2 separate regions of the Oncorhynchus kisutch genome follow, and region 1 is linked to region 2. The links are chromatin contacts, called in public Hi-C maps. All regions are on one chromosome and are shown on one strand. Each heading gives the region's core, a stretch centred on a gene start, on an enhancer-like site or on the middle of the called end of the contact. The rest is flanking DNA. Distances are from core to core; before and after follow the strand shown. Region 1 holds the start of nrde2 (NRDE-2, necessary for RNA interference, domain containing). Region 2 holds the start of LOC109904571 (tetratricopeptide repeat protein 7B).

Region 1 (7,374 bases), core at 4,193-6,692, 150 kb after region 2:
CCGTACCTCACTGTGATATAGGCTTTAATTTAGGGCTAGACTATACAATGGCTTTGTTTTTCTCTGAACCATCCTTAGGCCCTTAGCCTCTTTCTCTCTCCCTGAACAGGCCATCTTTACTTTTGGCATTATCGGTTTGTCTTTGCATGCATGTTTGTTTCTCTGGTGTTACCTACACCCCTCTCTGTTTGTACACTCTTTCCCAGTCCTGTACTGTCCTTTACTGGCTCCCTCCGTCTCTCTCCCTCTGTTGGGTTCCTTGAGCATTGGCAGCAGCAACATTCTCTGGCAGTGTGCCCAGAAGGGAGGTCCTACTCCTCACCCTACTGGATCCTCAGGGCCAGCCCACTGTAACCCCAGCCTATAGCATGAAACACTGCTGAACCCCAGCCAGGACCTCCCGCTCTCTGGCCCCTCAGGCAGGGAACGAGACCCCAACACACACCCCCAACACACATGGCTGCCAGAAATCTGGCCTGGATTTGCAAGAAATGCACAACCTAGGTATGAGAGAGCACTGCTTGCTGCCATAGCTGCAGCTATCCAATCCTTGCCCAGAGACCTAAAAACACCATAGCTGCAGCTATCCAATCCTTGCCCAGAGACCTAAAAACACCATAGCTGCAGCTATCCAATCCTTGCCCAGAGACCTAAAATCACCATAGCTGCAGCTATCCTATCCTGGCCCAGAGACCTAAAAACACCATAGCTGCAGCTATCCAATCCTTGCCCAGAGACCTAAAATCACCATAGCTGCAGCTATCCTATCCTGGCCCAGAGACCTAAAAACACCATAGCTGCTACAGCCTGGCATAGCCACTTTCACACCGACAAGTGGTCCCTGAGGGCCATGTGGTGGTGGTAGTGTAGTGACAGACAGAAGATTGGGAGTGAGGGCTTCCTGTCACTGCTATCTCCCATCTGTGTCTGTCCGCTCACATGACTGGAGCTCCACTTTTATTTAAGTTGATTAGAACAGGGACAATGTACAACATCTCAGAAATGAGAAGGGATGCTTTGCACCAGACGCCAACATAGAGCTACAGCAGAGGGATGGCGTTAATCAGACACTACCCCTACATATGAGCATGTAACATCACGTGCAGTGATAGACGATGACTAGGCACTATAGATTCATAGCCTCCACCCAACCTCGCTCATAAATCTCTTGCAGCAATATTCAGCACATCGACATCAATTGGTTATGCTGCTTATTGTTGAATTTGTAACTTGTTACAGAATGGTAGCCCTAGACAGAAGAGCACCCCCCCCTGGCACTGCCAAGGCTGTCAGGCACCCTGCATTTAGGTTGTGGCCATTCCATGCCAGTAAAGCGAGAATCACAAGAATCCAATCAGACAGTGCAATGGCCTTTTCTACATGGAGTCACCACACTAACTCTGATAGAGCAGATCAGCTCAATACACTGTGGCTGTCTTCTAGCACGTTCATTTCCTTGTTAGGGCACACAGCAGGATCCTGTGGCGTGACCAATACATTTGAAAATGTGATTTGATTTAGAGCGGGGCAGGGTCAATGTTCCCACAACTACAGCAGAGAGCCCACCCGTCTACTGAGGCATTACTACAGACGAGAGCAGGGGAGTGGAGTCGACACAACCTTTTAGTACACGCCTTCACAGCACAGCAACACACATCTAAAAAGATTCCTTCTTACGATTGTCCACCACAACCAATCAAACATTCGAGCGAGGGCCGAAACAGTGGACACACGGATTCAGAGACTACAATCCATAGCTTTGTAATCCCCACATTGGTGGAGACAGTACTTCCATGCTTTTGGAGAAACAATGTGTGCATTGAGCACAAGAACATGACTTACTTTGAGAATCATGTTTTAACACTGTTCTCCTGCTGCTATACAACCCAATCCCTCCCATGGAGACGGGCGATAGAAAAGTATCTTGGAGGTTGAACCTCCTGTGATAATAGTAATTACTAACTGAAAAACAACATGATATATGGAACAATGTAGATCTGTGTATAAAAAGTGGTAAGACCAAGGCATAAATGAAACATGCACGGTCATGTCAGAGATAGGGCAGCTACAGTTATTCCAAGAGTACCATATCACTTTCGGCCTGACAAATAGTATACAAGAATGTCACAGATTACATTTTTGATCAAATTGAAGCCATTGGTGTTTAGAAATCGTATAACAAGTATATCAATTATTTGTAATTACCATAGAAAAAAAGAACTGACTGACAGCATGTATCAAACTTAATATTGCAAAGACGTAGACTTTAATTCTTTAGATGGAGTATCACCCTAATGTCCCCTGAGGCAGAAAGATGAAACGATGCATTCTACATCATACAACAGTAATAGAAACTGAAAAAGACTGATCATAGTACACGATCTGGTGAACTGCTGGTTCATAGTGGCAAACGCAATATCTTGTCAAATTCCTAGAACATTTTATATCATTCTGAATTACAGTGATTTTATGGGGGCGGGTGTACGATAGGTACAGCGGTAGATCGTATGCACTGCTCCCTCGAACCGCATCAGATATTTGTTCGCGGCATTGAGAGGTCCGCTTGTGCATGTGGAAAATATAAAAATCTCAATGGTTGTTCAGCTTTATATCGATCATAATTGGATAGCCCACATTCTATATTACACATATATTATGTTACAGAACCTTAACACGTTCCATTACCGGATCAGTACACGGGTTTTGTTAAACATTAAAACCGTAAAATGCTACTGTTTCACGGGCGCATGGAGTCAGGTCTGGCTCGCTGACATGAAGTAATTGCCTCGATCATCAGACAAAAATATACTTTTGAGTTATCATTCGTCTTAAATATCGCTCCATCAAAAACACAATCAGCAATGCATAGGAATTGTAGGAAGGATCCTATAATCAATAATGTAACACCCAAAAATCTGACAAGCTAGCGTCGACGCACGATCACTCCGACCGTCACTCAACGGTTCACGCGAATCTTCCTCTGCAGGAAAAGCATGCATTCATGCAACGAGGAATCCTTACCATTGCTTGCTTAAATTATATTGAATTAAAAATAATATTTCCAACGCAGCACATGACATAATACTCACCATGTCTGTCGGCGCTGAATGTGTTAGTTTTCTAAAACTAGACTACGAGATTGACCAGTTCCCGGGACCTCTACTGATGGGTTGAAGGTGTGTATCTCTCGCGATCTCTGTCTATATAGCTTGGTGTATTCCTCCGCCGCTGAAAACCCTTCTCACTCACTTCCGCATTTTCCCACTGCAGGACAGGCAGCATGTATCCCTCCCTCCCTCCCTTCTCAGAAAACTTGCCTGACAGAGTTGTTATTTGTATATATTTTTAAAACCTTTATTTAACTACGCAAGTCAGTTAAGAACACATTCTTATTAACAATGACGGCCTACCAAAAGGCAAAAGGCTTCCTGCGGGGAATTGGGTGGGATTATTATTATTTTTTAAATCTATTAAGTGGAAAAATAGGACAAAACACACATCAAGACAAGAGAAACAACACAACACTACACAAAGAGATACCTAAGACAGCAACATAGCATGACACATGACAACACAGCATGAACGCAACACAATATGACAACAACATGGTAGCAACACACAACAAGGTACACACATTTTTTGGGCACAGACAACAGCACAAAGGGATACATCACACAAAGCAGCCACAACTGTCAGTAAGTGTGTCCATGATTGAGACTTTGAATGAAGAGATTGAGATAAAACTGTCCAGTTTGAGTGTTTTTTTGCAGCTCGTTCCAGTCGCTAGCTGCAGTGAACTGAAAAGACGAGCGACCCAGAGATGTGTGTGCTTTGGGGACCTTTAACAACCAGTGGGTCTTGCGGTGGGTACACAGAGATGGCCAGTTTACAGAGGAGTATAGAGGGTCATGATGTGTCCTACAAGGAGCATTGGTGGCAAATTTGATGGCCGAATGGTAAAGAACATCTAGCCGCTCGAGAGCACCCTTACCTGCCGATCTATAAATGATGTCTCCGTAATCTAGCATGGGTAAAATGGCAATATGAATCAGGGTTACTTCAGCTTTGATATGTGCTGAGAGAAGGACAGTGTACAGTGCAGTGGCACAAAAACCTAAAGCCACACACATAGAACAACACAGACCAGTGACCAATTTGCCTTTGGTGCCAGGAAGCCTAGCGGTAAGAGCATTGGGTCAGTAACCAAAGGGTCACTAGTTTGAATCCCAGAGCTGACAATGTGAGCAATCTGCCAAGGCACTTAACCCTAATTGCTCCAGAGTAGCTGTTGATATACTCTCCAAGAGTGTCTCAGGGGAGTTGGGATATACAAAAAAAAAAAAACATTTCCAATTCACATATGCATATAATAATCACTTGTGGCCTACATATGTGAAATAGGACAAATATAAGCACTCACCAAATGTGTTTATTTATTATTTCATACAGACAGTATCTGACACTTACTGGTACAAGTACTCCTACTCATATATTAATACATTTGGATTTGACCAGCCATTCCTTGAGTTATTGTTGCATTGGAGATAAGCAACACCAGACAGAGTATTAAAAAGAAAAAGTACACATAAGATGTTGTTGGTAGAATAGCTGGCATTCCATCATCACTTCATGATAATTGAAGCTATGAAATGTGCATTACATTATTACTTTAAAAACAACATAGGCCGATGGTGATAATCAGACAATAAGAGGTTTATTTAGGCTAGCCTATTTGTCATATTGAATTAATATTCATTACCCAATATCAGTCATTGACAAAATGACAAATCATGTAGTTTTATAGTTGGCCTGTTTGGCTATAACTGATGAAAATGATATATTTATTTCCAATGTTTTTGCAAACTCAGAATCAACTTGTTTTCAGCATTTGTCATGAAATCCGAAATATATAATTTCTTCTAAAAATGAAATTACAAGGAGCATGCCTTCAGGGGATCACTACTCAATATCTATAGCCTATATTTTATTACTCTCAAATAAAGTGAACAGCATATATTCAGTTCATGCATTTGTAAATTGATCAGGGTATGAAAATAATTGCTAGGTTGATTATCCAAATCCTGCATGCTGTTTTGTGATTATAAAAAAACTAAAACCTAATAAGGTGTCATATTTACAACCAAAACAGTAAATACAAAAATCTGTAAATGATTGACATACATAGGCACAAAATAAATTGTGACATTGGCTTTGGTCATGTGGCCAACAGTGCAGCTGTAGTATAATTCGACAGATTCCGGTCTGTCCAGTGACTCCTCACTGCATCCCGTGCCTATGAATATACAGGTTTCTGATGCGCTCGAGCTGGAACATGGCGCTCTACTTTATTCTGTTTTATCTCTGCGGAAGAATACTCAAAAACAGTGGCCAGTGTCTGTTGACGCTGGAGAAATTGCAGTTATTTTTGAGACGGCGCTTCTCATTGGATACAGTGGACCTGCAATATTCTGCCCAATGTACGGGAGCCCACGATTGGCTACGTTGGATCTGCAATGCGTCAAACAATGGCGCCTAATATTACCTGAGTAGTTTAGGAAAACGGTATGGCCGGACAGTCTACTTTGTATCACAGAGCATTTTGTAATACTATAGTTATTGCTGTCGACAAGACGTTTCTTTCAGTCTGTCTAGTTCCTCAAAATCATACATCCTGATCTGGCAGGGGCTCGATTGGAGTTTTTTGGGAGGAATGGTGGGGATCGGCGATTGGTCACCGCAAGCATACACGGAACTATTTACTTTTAGTCGCGGAATTGAAAATGACAGGTGTATCAATCAGGGAATATACAATTAAAATATTAGAAATCCTGTGCTGATTGAGTCTATTTTGTGAATTAAACTACTACATTCAAACCAAGATTTACTTTTAGGCAATAATCTCGCAGTCTGCAACAATATGTCCCAGGCATAATCACGGTTTAATCAGTCTATGGAAGTGTGTTTGTGTGCTCATGCTCAATCATACAATTTGCATTCAAGAGAACAGGATTTTAGCAGCCTAAAATTATGCGATTCCTAAAATACCTCTCCAACAAACCACAGGCGCGTTCGAGATGACGTCACATTCATGCGACTGTTTACACGCAGAGGCTATCAACATGGCCCTATTTCCAGCTTTTGCAGGATTATCAAATACAAAAGCTGAGATTGCACCTAAAGGTAAGACCCACAAATTTTTATTTATGTTTAGTGGATGTGTTAGCCACCGTTCTGTGACGGCTTTTCAAAGAGAGATCTAGTGAAATTAAACGTAAGTGCAACGTTCCTGCTTGAAAGTGTCAGTGTCCTAGTTTTACTTGCTTGTTAGCTTCATTGGTCACAACACAATTATTCAACAGCTAGCTAAGTGTCTCTGCTCGTAACATAACATCCCCCAAAATATGCATCCATAGCTATAATTTGATAAACATTAACGTTAGTTACTCAGTGGTGTGGCCAGGTGAATAAGCATGATAAACAATTTACCTACACTCACTTACTGTAGGTCAGCAGTGCATTGGCCCATCGGGCCCTCACCATAACCTTAATCTAACCAAAAAGGTGTACTATATCATGTCCTTATAAAATTTAACTCTAAACCCATTGGCACAATGCGATATGACAACCCTTTGACATATAACTATCTTTAGTGCATTTACTGTATCAGTGGGCTTCCTTCTGAAAAAAGCTGTTGCCAAACCTGATGAATTCTTGTGCTTAAAAGCCCTAGAGAACTGATTGCGATTGATTTGACATTCCTCTTCTCTCTCCTCAGAACTAGAATGGCTGAGCAATCAAAGTTTCCGCACTGATGACGCTCTCTCTCTTCACCAACGAGCCACTGAGAAAGCCAACGAAACACAATCGGCAGAAACAAGGTGTTATTATCATAAGTGTTTAATCGTTATTCAATTATTTCCCTTTCACTGTGACTCAATAGTATTACATGCTCCATTGTACAGGAGACAGGATAAGGCATTCTGCCCGTTTGAGAAGCAATGGAGGTTTTATTGAGTAGCTTTGAATTTTACTACACAATCTTGTTTTTATTACACAATTATAAGAAGTTTACCTCCAAATATCTTATACTTTTGTGGGAGGATATGATCTCAGCATTGACGTGGTGGTAGTTTCACCCCAAAATCAACAGCTTGTGATATTTGTACTTAAATATATACTACTAACATTTCTCAGCAGACACGTTATACCAGAGAGGGAGGATAAGAATGATGTCCAATCCAACAAGAAGAAAAAGAAGGAGAAGAAGAAGAAGAAGAAGAAAAAGAAGAAGCACAAGAAGAAGAGTGGAGAACCCTCTCCAGCAAGCAGTGGCTCAGATTCGGATACTATCTACCCCAGTGACCTCCTAAAAAA
Region 2 (6,991 bases), core at 3,162-5,661:
AAAACAGAGAGGTATTTTTATACAATATATCCCGATTATTCCATATATAATATCTGTGTGGAGAAAAATTGTGTTTATAAATTAAGGACCATGACAAGAAAACCTGCCGATGAAAAGCAGAAAGTTTCACTGGAACTTTGTCAATATTATAATTGCAAAACAACATGAAGTTAAGGCCACCAAAAGTAGAGAAGACATGATGAGGAATAAAATTCCAGATAGAAGTGGGTCTTCTTAGGAATTGTTTTATCCAAATGATCTTGAAAGTATTATTTAAAGTAGTAAAATCCAGAAAATTCAGTCCACCATTCTCATAAGTGTTCATTACAACAGTTTTCCTAATGTAATGGGTACGGTTTCTCCAAAGAAAGTTGAAAAGCATCTGGTCTATCTCCTTGCTTATTTTACGGTCAAGATATAAAGATAGAGCACCATATGTTAGTCTAGAGATACCTTCAGCCTTGGTTATCAGGACTCTACCTTTTAAAGATAAGTCCCTCTGTAGCCATTGATTTAGTTTCTTCTGGGTTTTTTTAATAAGAGGGTTAAAATTTAGTAAGCCTCTAGACTTCTGATCCTTTGTAATGGTTATGCCTAAATATGTAAGTTCTTCTTTTACTGGAATACCATAATATGAAGGTGTCACACAATCTTTGACAGCCATGAGTTCACATTTCTTAATGTTAAGATATAGACCAGACGCTTTGGAAAAGGATTGTATCACATTGATCGATATGGGAATTTGGTTAGCGTCTTTCAGAAAAAGTGTAGTATCGTCAGCCAGCTGGCTTATAATAATTTCTTTACCAGCTATGGAAATACCTTGTACAGGACTATTATTTAAAGAATTTGCAAGAAGTTGGGTGATTAATAAAAACAGGTATGGAGAGATAGGACAACCTTGCCTAATTCCTCTCTTTAACTCAAATCTAGGTGAGGTGCCATATTTCAATTTGATAGAGCTGTTACCATTTGCATAGAGAGTCTTAATAGCCTTACAGAAAAAATCCCCAAAGCCAAGTCTCTCAAGGGAGTGGAAGAGAAACTGATGCTCTACTGTGTCAAATGCTTTATAAAAATCTAAAAATAATATGAAGCTATCCTCAGTTATTAGGTCTGAGTAGTCAAGTACGTCTAATACTAGTCTGACATTGTTAGAAATATGTCTGTTCCTCATGAAGCCAGACTGTGTTTCATCAATAATTGCATCCAGAACTTCTTTAATTCTTTTTGCAAGTAGTGAGGCTAATATCTTATAGTCATTATTAAGAAGACAAATTGGACGCCAGTTATCGATGAGCAGCACTTCTTTTTTAGGTTTAGGTATCAGTGTTATTAACCCCTGACTCATTGTAGGAGGGAGAACATTGTTTTTAATACTCTCTAAAAAGACTTCAAATAGGAAGGGAGCTACTTGTTCAGAAAATAATTTGTAAAATTCTGATGTAATTCCATCAACACCTGGTGATTTATTGTTCTTTAGATGTTTGATAGACTCTATAATCTCTTCAACTTTGATGGGTTCATCACACTGTTTAGATTCTATATCACTGATAGAGTGAACATTATTCAGTGAGTTAAAAAACACATCTGTGGATTCCTGACAGTACGTAGAGCTATACAATTTTCTGTAAAAATTGCTGCAGTATTTAGCGATTAATTTTTGGTCATCTGTAATAACACCATCAATGTTTAACTTATGGATAGTGTTATTTTTAGAGTGAAATTTCTCAAGTCTAAAGAAATAGGATGAATTCTGTTCTCCCTCCTCAATCCATTTTTTCCTAGATCTAATAAAGGCTCCTTCTGCTTTTAATTTATATATATTATCCAGTTTATTTTGTAACTCAATTAGTTCCATCTTCTCCTCCCCCAAGAGGTCAGCTGGGGACCTCTGAGAAAGGGAAGTTATCTTAATGATCACCTTTTCCTCCTCAGCTCTTCTGGTCTTAGCAAGATTACTACCATATTTTCTAAGATATTTGGACACCTCAAATTTAAAGAGCTCCCAGTTCTTGCAATAAGATTTTTCTTCACAAGCCCTTTTCCAAAAGTGTGAGAGCAGATCTTTAACCTCAAATGTAACGATATCATTATTTAATAATGAGCCATTTAGCTTCCAGTAGGATGTTCTACCAAGGTTCGTATCAGGGGTAAATATTTTGATATCAATGTAAATAGCCTTATGGTCTGTGAGGGGAGTAGTACAAATATTTGTAGTAACACACTCACTATCAATACATTTGGATATAAGCCAAAAATCTATTCTGGATTGTCTGGAACCTGTTTTGTTACTCCAAGTGAAAGATCTTTTGGCCGGAAACCTCTCTCTCCATATATCAGTAAGATCAAACTTTTCCATAAAAAGTATTAAACCCAAATTCTGATTGGTTGGCCTACCTGGGGGCCATCTATCAGTTGAATTATCTATTGTAATGTTAAAGTCCCCTCCTATCAATAATAACGAATTGGGAAATTTAGATAACCAATGAAGTATATGTTTCTCTATAGATTCAAGCAACTCATCATTCTCATGTTTGGTGTTGTACCCGTAGAAGTTTACAGTAATGAATGTAATGTCATTGTAACTGATCACAAGACAAATAAAGTGACCAAAGGGGTCACATTCCGAGTGTAGAATATTACCACCAAAGGTATTTTTCATTGTAGTGACACCAGCAGAGCGTTCAGATCCATGGGAAAGCCAAATATCGTTGCCCCACTGTGACCTCCAGAAGTTGGCATCAGCAGAAATTGAGTGAGACTCTTGAAAAAAGCAAAAATCTGTTCGAAATTGTTTAGCAAATAGAAATAAGGCCTTGCGCTTCACACTGTTTCGTAACCCCCTAGCATTAAGAGATAATATAGACAAAGACAAAACAACAAAGATTATATAAAAGTATAAACTGTAGTAGGATGAGTCAAAGACGTAGGAGCAGTGAACGTAAACGATAAGGAACCGAGATCTGCACCATTTAAGTCAATTTAAAGTGAAAATAGCTTATTCCATAACCTTTGAAATTCAACTCAACTGGAAATTATGTTCAAGACCAAACCAAGGGTTCTTGTAGTAAGAGAGACTAAAAAGCCTCTTTAGTGTAATCAGGAACTATTTTGAGAAATAAAATAAATAATAATTTAAATAAAAGGGTACCTACTATTTTAAGTACATATGAAAACTGATCATAAAATAATTGTATAACAAAATGTTTTACATATAAACGTTCCTAAGACCTTTTTTGGAAATAAGTATTAATAACTAAATAGAACAATAACCGTGTAAAGTCAGAGCAGACCTGTATGCCATTTAGGACAGTATCTTAGTTACTGTATACATAAAACATAAATTCAGCTTTCAATCTTCTTCGTAAGTTTATAAACAAAATAGGACTTCTGGTCATACAAGAACAAATTAATGAATTGAAATACCTGAGTATTCCTTTAAAATAGTCACCTGATGCTTGTTAGGTAAATCACATAAGGAAAATGAGAATACCATGGCTGAAACCATCAACCTGTTCCTTCTGGTGAGATTTTAGGGAGGAATATGGATTTCTGAACCGTTGATGAAACCTCGTCCTCCGACGAAGTAAGCAGCCTTCCCCTCACTTCGTGCTATCTTGATCGTTGGCCACAACTTGTTCCTTCTTTCTATGTCTTCCGGGCTGAGATGCTCGGCGAAACGCATACCATGGCTCTGAAGGAAGGCGTTCTTCCTAGCAGCTTTCCAGACAGCATCCCTGTAGAATCTGGTAGTGAATAGGATGATGATACCCCTGGGTCTTGAATCGCTTTGCTGTTGCTTCTTGCCGAGGCGATGTACAACGTCGATGGTATCACCAACTTTGTTCTTCTCTGCAGGCAAAACTTCTTGGCAGATACGGATAGCCTCTCCTCGCACATCTTCATTCTCCACCTCTGGCAAGCCGTAGAGTCTCAGGTTCCATTTTCTTGTGTATTGTTCCAGATCAGTGAGACGTCTATGGTAGACATTGTTATTCTTTTCCACCCTTTCCACATTTTTTTCAACTTTTGCCACTCTCGTTTTCACATCATTAATTTCACCACATGCAAACTCCACGGTCTTTTTCAAGCCTTCGATAACCATGGTGTTCGCGCCTACCATTTTTTCAATGGCGTCACACCTGGAGTTGATGAGTAAGGAGAGGGTAGCCACGATGTCAGAGTTCATGTTGGGTTTTTTGGAGGGTGGAGGTTTGCACGGAGTAACCGGTAAAGAGGGGAATTCGTCATCTTCAGCATTCGAAAGCATGATATTATCCATAGGCCAAGTGTAGTTATGGCAGTTGTCTATAAGCACGTTTCTCTCTTGTTGATTAGCAATAGAACGGCTAACTTTTTCCTTTCTTTTTTTGTCACGACTTTGCATGGACATGCTGAAATAAATTATCCAATTATCATTCCAGTCACAGGAAAGGTCTTATATCTTGAACAAATAAAAATAATGACTAAACTTTAAAGAAAAAAAAACAATTTTCACAATCTTTCTGAAGTTTGGTACGGAGCTCGGTAAAAAAGCGTCTGTTCAAGCAGCCATCTTGGCAGTCCTGTTGTGTTTTGGTCTCTGCTAGAGTCTGAATTGAACATGACAGCGAGAAAGTCTGGGTCACGACTCGAGACAGAGATAGAACGAAGCCGTTCCAAAGGGGCAATGGGACAAGATACCAGAGCTTGTACGGCAGCTCTCTGCCAAACTAATATCAAGTGTTAAGATTTGCTCTGCGGTTCACTTAAAGATTTGGGGCCTGGACAGGGAACGGAATCCACGGGCTTTCCTAACCACGTCAGCGCGTCTACGTGAATGAAACTTCCTTTGCGAGTGGCTGTCAAGTAGCCAGCTACTTCTAGAGGTCATGCGTCTGTAAGAATTAAATAATGATCTTGAACACACCGGTATAGTTTATATTTAGCGAAAACCCGAAGCTTCTTTGATCGTGCATACGCACTCACTTTGTCATTTTAGGCTAGCTACTGTATCTAACTAACTTGGACAGAGAGTGCATACTTGTTGAAAATTCTCACTCATTAAATAGTTCTAAATTATTTTACTGAGCTAGCTATCTTACCAGTTGCATAGGTAGACTTCATATAAATAGTTTAAGAATATTTAGTCCTGCATATCAGTGGCCTAATCATACACAATGGAGCGGCTTACAGAAATCAACATAAACAAAATTGAAATCTGTGCGAAATAACAAGTTTCAAGGAATCATGAATTAGATTGAGCAATACAAGCGCCACTTTTATTCCATAGGCTGGGATCCGCACTATGCAGCTGTTGCAAGAGCACATCTTTCACTGGCAGTCCACTGGTTTAAAAAACAATGATTGATAAGCATCCTCCAAGCGTTTATTTAAGTTTGATAATATTTGGATGCCAACAGCAGTCACAACATTGGAAGACATAGCTTGGACTGTAGCCTACAAAAGCCTATTCCTGCTCTTTTCCCGTGATCCACACATTTGATGTGTCATAGTGGTCTCTGACTTGTGGTCAGACTCGCTCAGTTGGAACAAACGTAAACTTTTTTTCAATGCTGATTTGAATGTAATTGAGAACAGAGAAGTGTCAGTCTATAGAAGGGGGTGAGAACCATGAGCCTCCTAGGTTTTGTATTAAAGTCAATGTAGCCAGAGGAGGATGGAAACTAGCTGTCCTCCTACAGTGGCTCTACTGTACAGAGTGCTGTTGAGGCAACTGTAGCCATTCATTGCAAAACCGTGTGTTTTAATAAATTATTTGGTGATGTGAAAACTATACTAAATATATTATCTAAAAAGTGTAACTTTTTTAATGTTTCACTATTTTTATTTGAATGAAATTCACTGAGGATGGTCCTCCCCTTCCTCCTCTGAGGAGCCTCCACTGCTGGAGGTATAGACTAAACTCTGTTTGTGTTTCAGATGACCTGGGGAATCTGCTGCTGGGGGAAGCCAAGCTCCAGCAGTACCTCAAAAAGAACCCCATCAAGCAGGGGGCCAGCCCGAGGGGCCCAAGACCCCAGCTTGTAGAGGTCCGCAAGCACCTGACCGCTGCCCTGGACCGAGGGAACCTCAAGGTAGATGTTAATGATATAACACCTTTAGCCATTAGTATTCGTCATATGTCCAGTCTCCAGTCTAGTTTACTCTTGTAAGTGTTATAACAGTGTAGTCCAGTCTTATAACAGTATTATAATCCTGCAAAAGGGTAACACTGGTTTAATCAGGATCTGGCTGTACACTCACTGCTTTCCCAAACTGAGAGAATCCCCTTTGAATTGTATAACCTCATATTACTGCCTCACTCCCTCATGCTGCTTGTATGCACCCTTTTTCTCTGAAATCTGAACATGTATTTTTGTGTTCAGGAGAAAACATATGGCTACACAGTAACTGTCTCTTCTCTTTCCTTTTGTGCCTAGCCGGACTACATGCAAGAGGCTAGTATGTTGATGGCCAAGCTGTCCTATGTGGAGGGAGACTAGAGTGAGGCCTTCAACCAGTATGGCAAAGTGACCCTGGACGAGCTGGCACTGGTGGGAGCCCCCGTCTACCGTCTCTCCATGATTGCCGAAGCATACGCTACCAAAGGTAAGAGCTTAGGGTGCCATAATGCCCTCACATTACACCAGTCAGGGTTTTTCCTAGCTCAAAAAGGGGCTTAGGTGGTGGCAGTGGCCACGAGAAAACCTTTGGGTTGCCTGCCCAAAAAGGTCCTGTGCTGGAAAACCCTGCCAGTATTTCCCAATTCGAAATCTATGCAACAAAATTGTCCAGGGGAACAGATCTATGGTAGGGGAAACACTGCAAAACCATACCGTCTATTCTACTACCAAATTTCAGCTTCAATCTCAACTCCGCTTCAGTACTCGACACATTCATTCTAGTAATTTGGTGAATTTGTCTATTCTAAAGGACATTGAGCCTAATCTGTGGTGCTGAAGCCCTCTGTTCTTCCACTGCCTCAGTCATGTATTGAGAAAGTGCT

The links. Hi-C and Micro-C count contacts between places; a contact is called where the count stands out from the background.
Region 1: a contact with region 2 is called in a Hi-C map of muscle, with 10 times the contacts expected there. The contact joins the promoter of nrde2 here to the promoter of LOC109904571 in region 2. A contact is called at or near these places in 2 of 2 Hi-C or Micro-C datasets (liver and muscle).

The regions. Positions count from the first base shown.
Region 1 is chrLG14:20,171,188-20,178,561 of Okis_V2, forward strand. nrde2 (NRDE-2, necessary for RNA interference, domain containing) reads left to right here and starts at 5,443. Exons shown (of 15, transcript XM_020501407.2): 1 at 5,443-5,562; 2 at 6,064-6,180; 3 at 6,776-6,878; 4 at 7,195-7,374. The coding sequence starts at 6,075. LOC109904201 (calmodulin) reads right to left here and starts at 3,261. Exons shown (of 6, transcript XM_020501410.2): 1 at 3,090-3,261. The coding sequence starts at 3,092.
Region 2 is chrLG14:20,025,634-20,032,624 of Okis_V2, forward strand. LOC109904571 (tetratricopeptide repeat protein 7B) reads left to right here and starts at 4,412. Exons shown (of 22, transcript XM_031787605.1): 1 at 4,412-4,663; 2 at 4,665-4,725; 3 at 5,926-6,080; 4 at 6,426-6,594. The coding sequence starts at 4,607.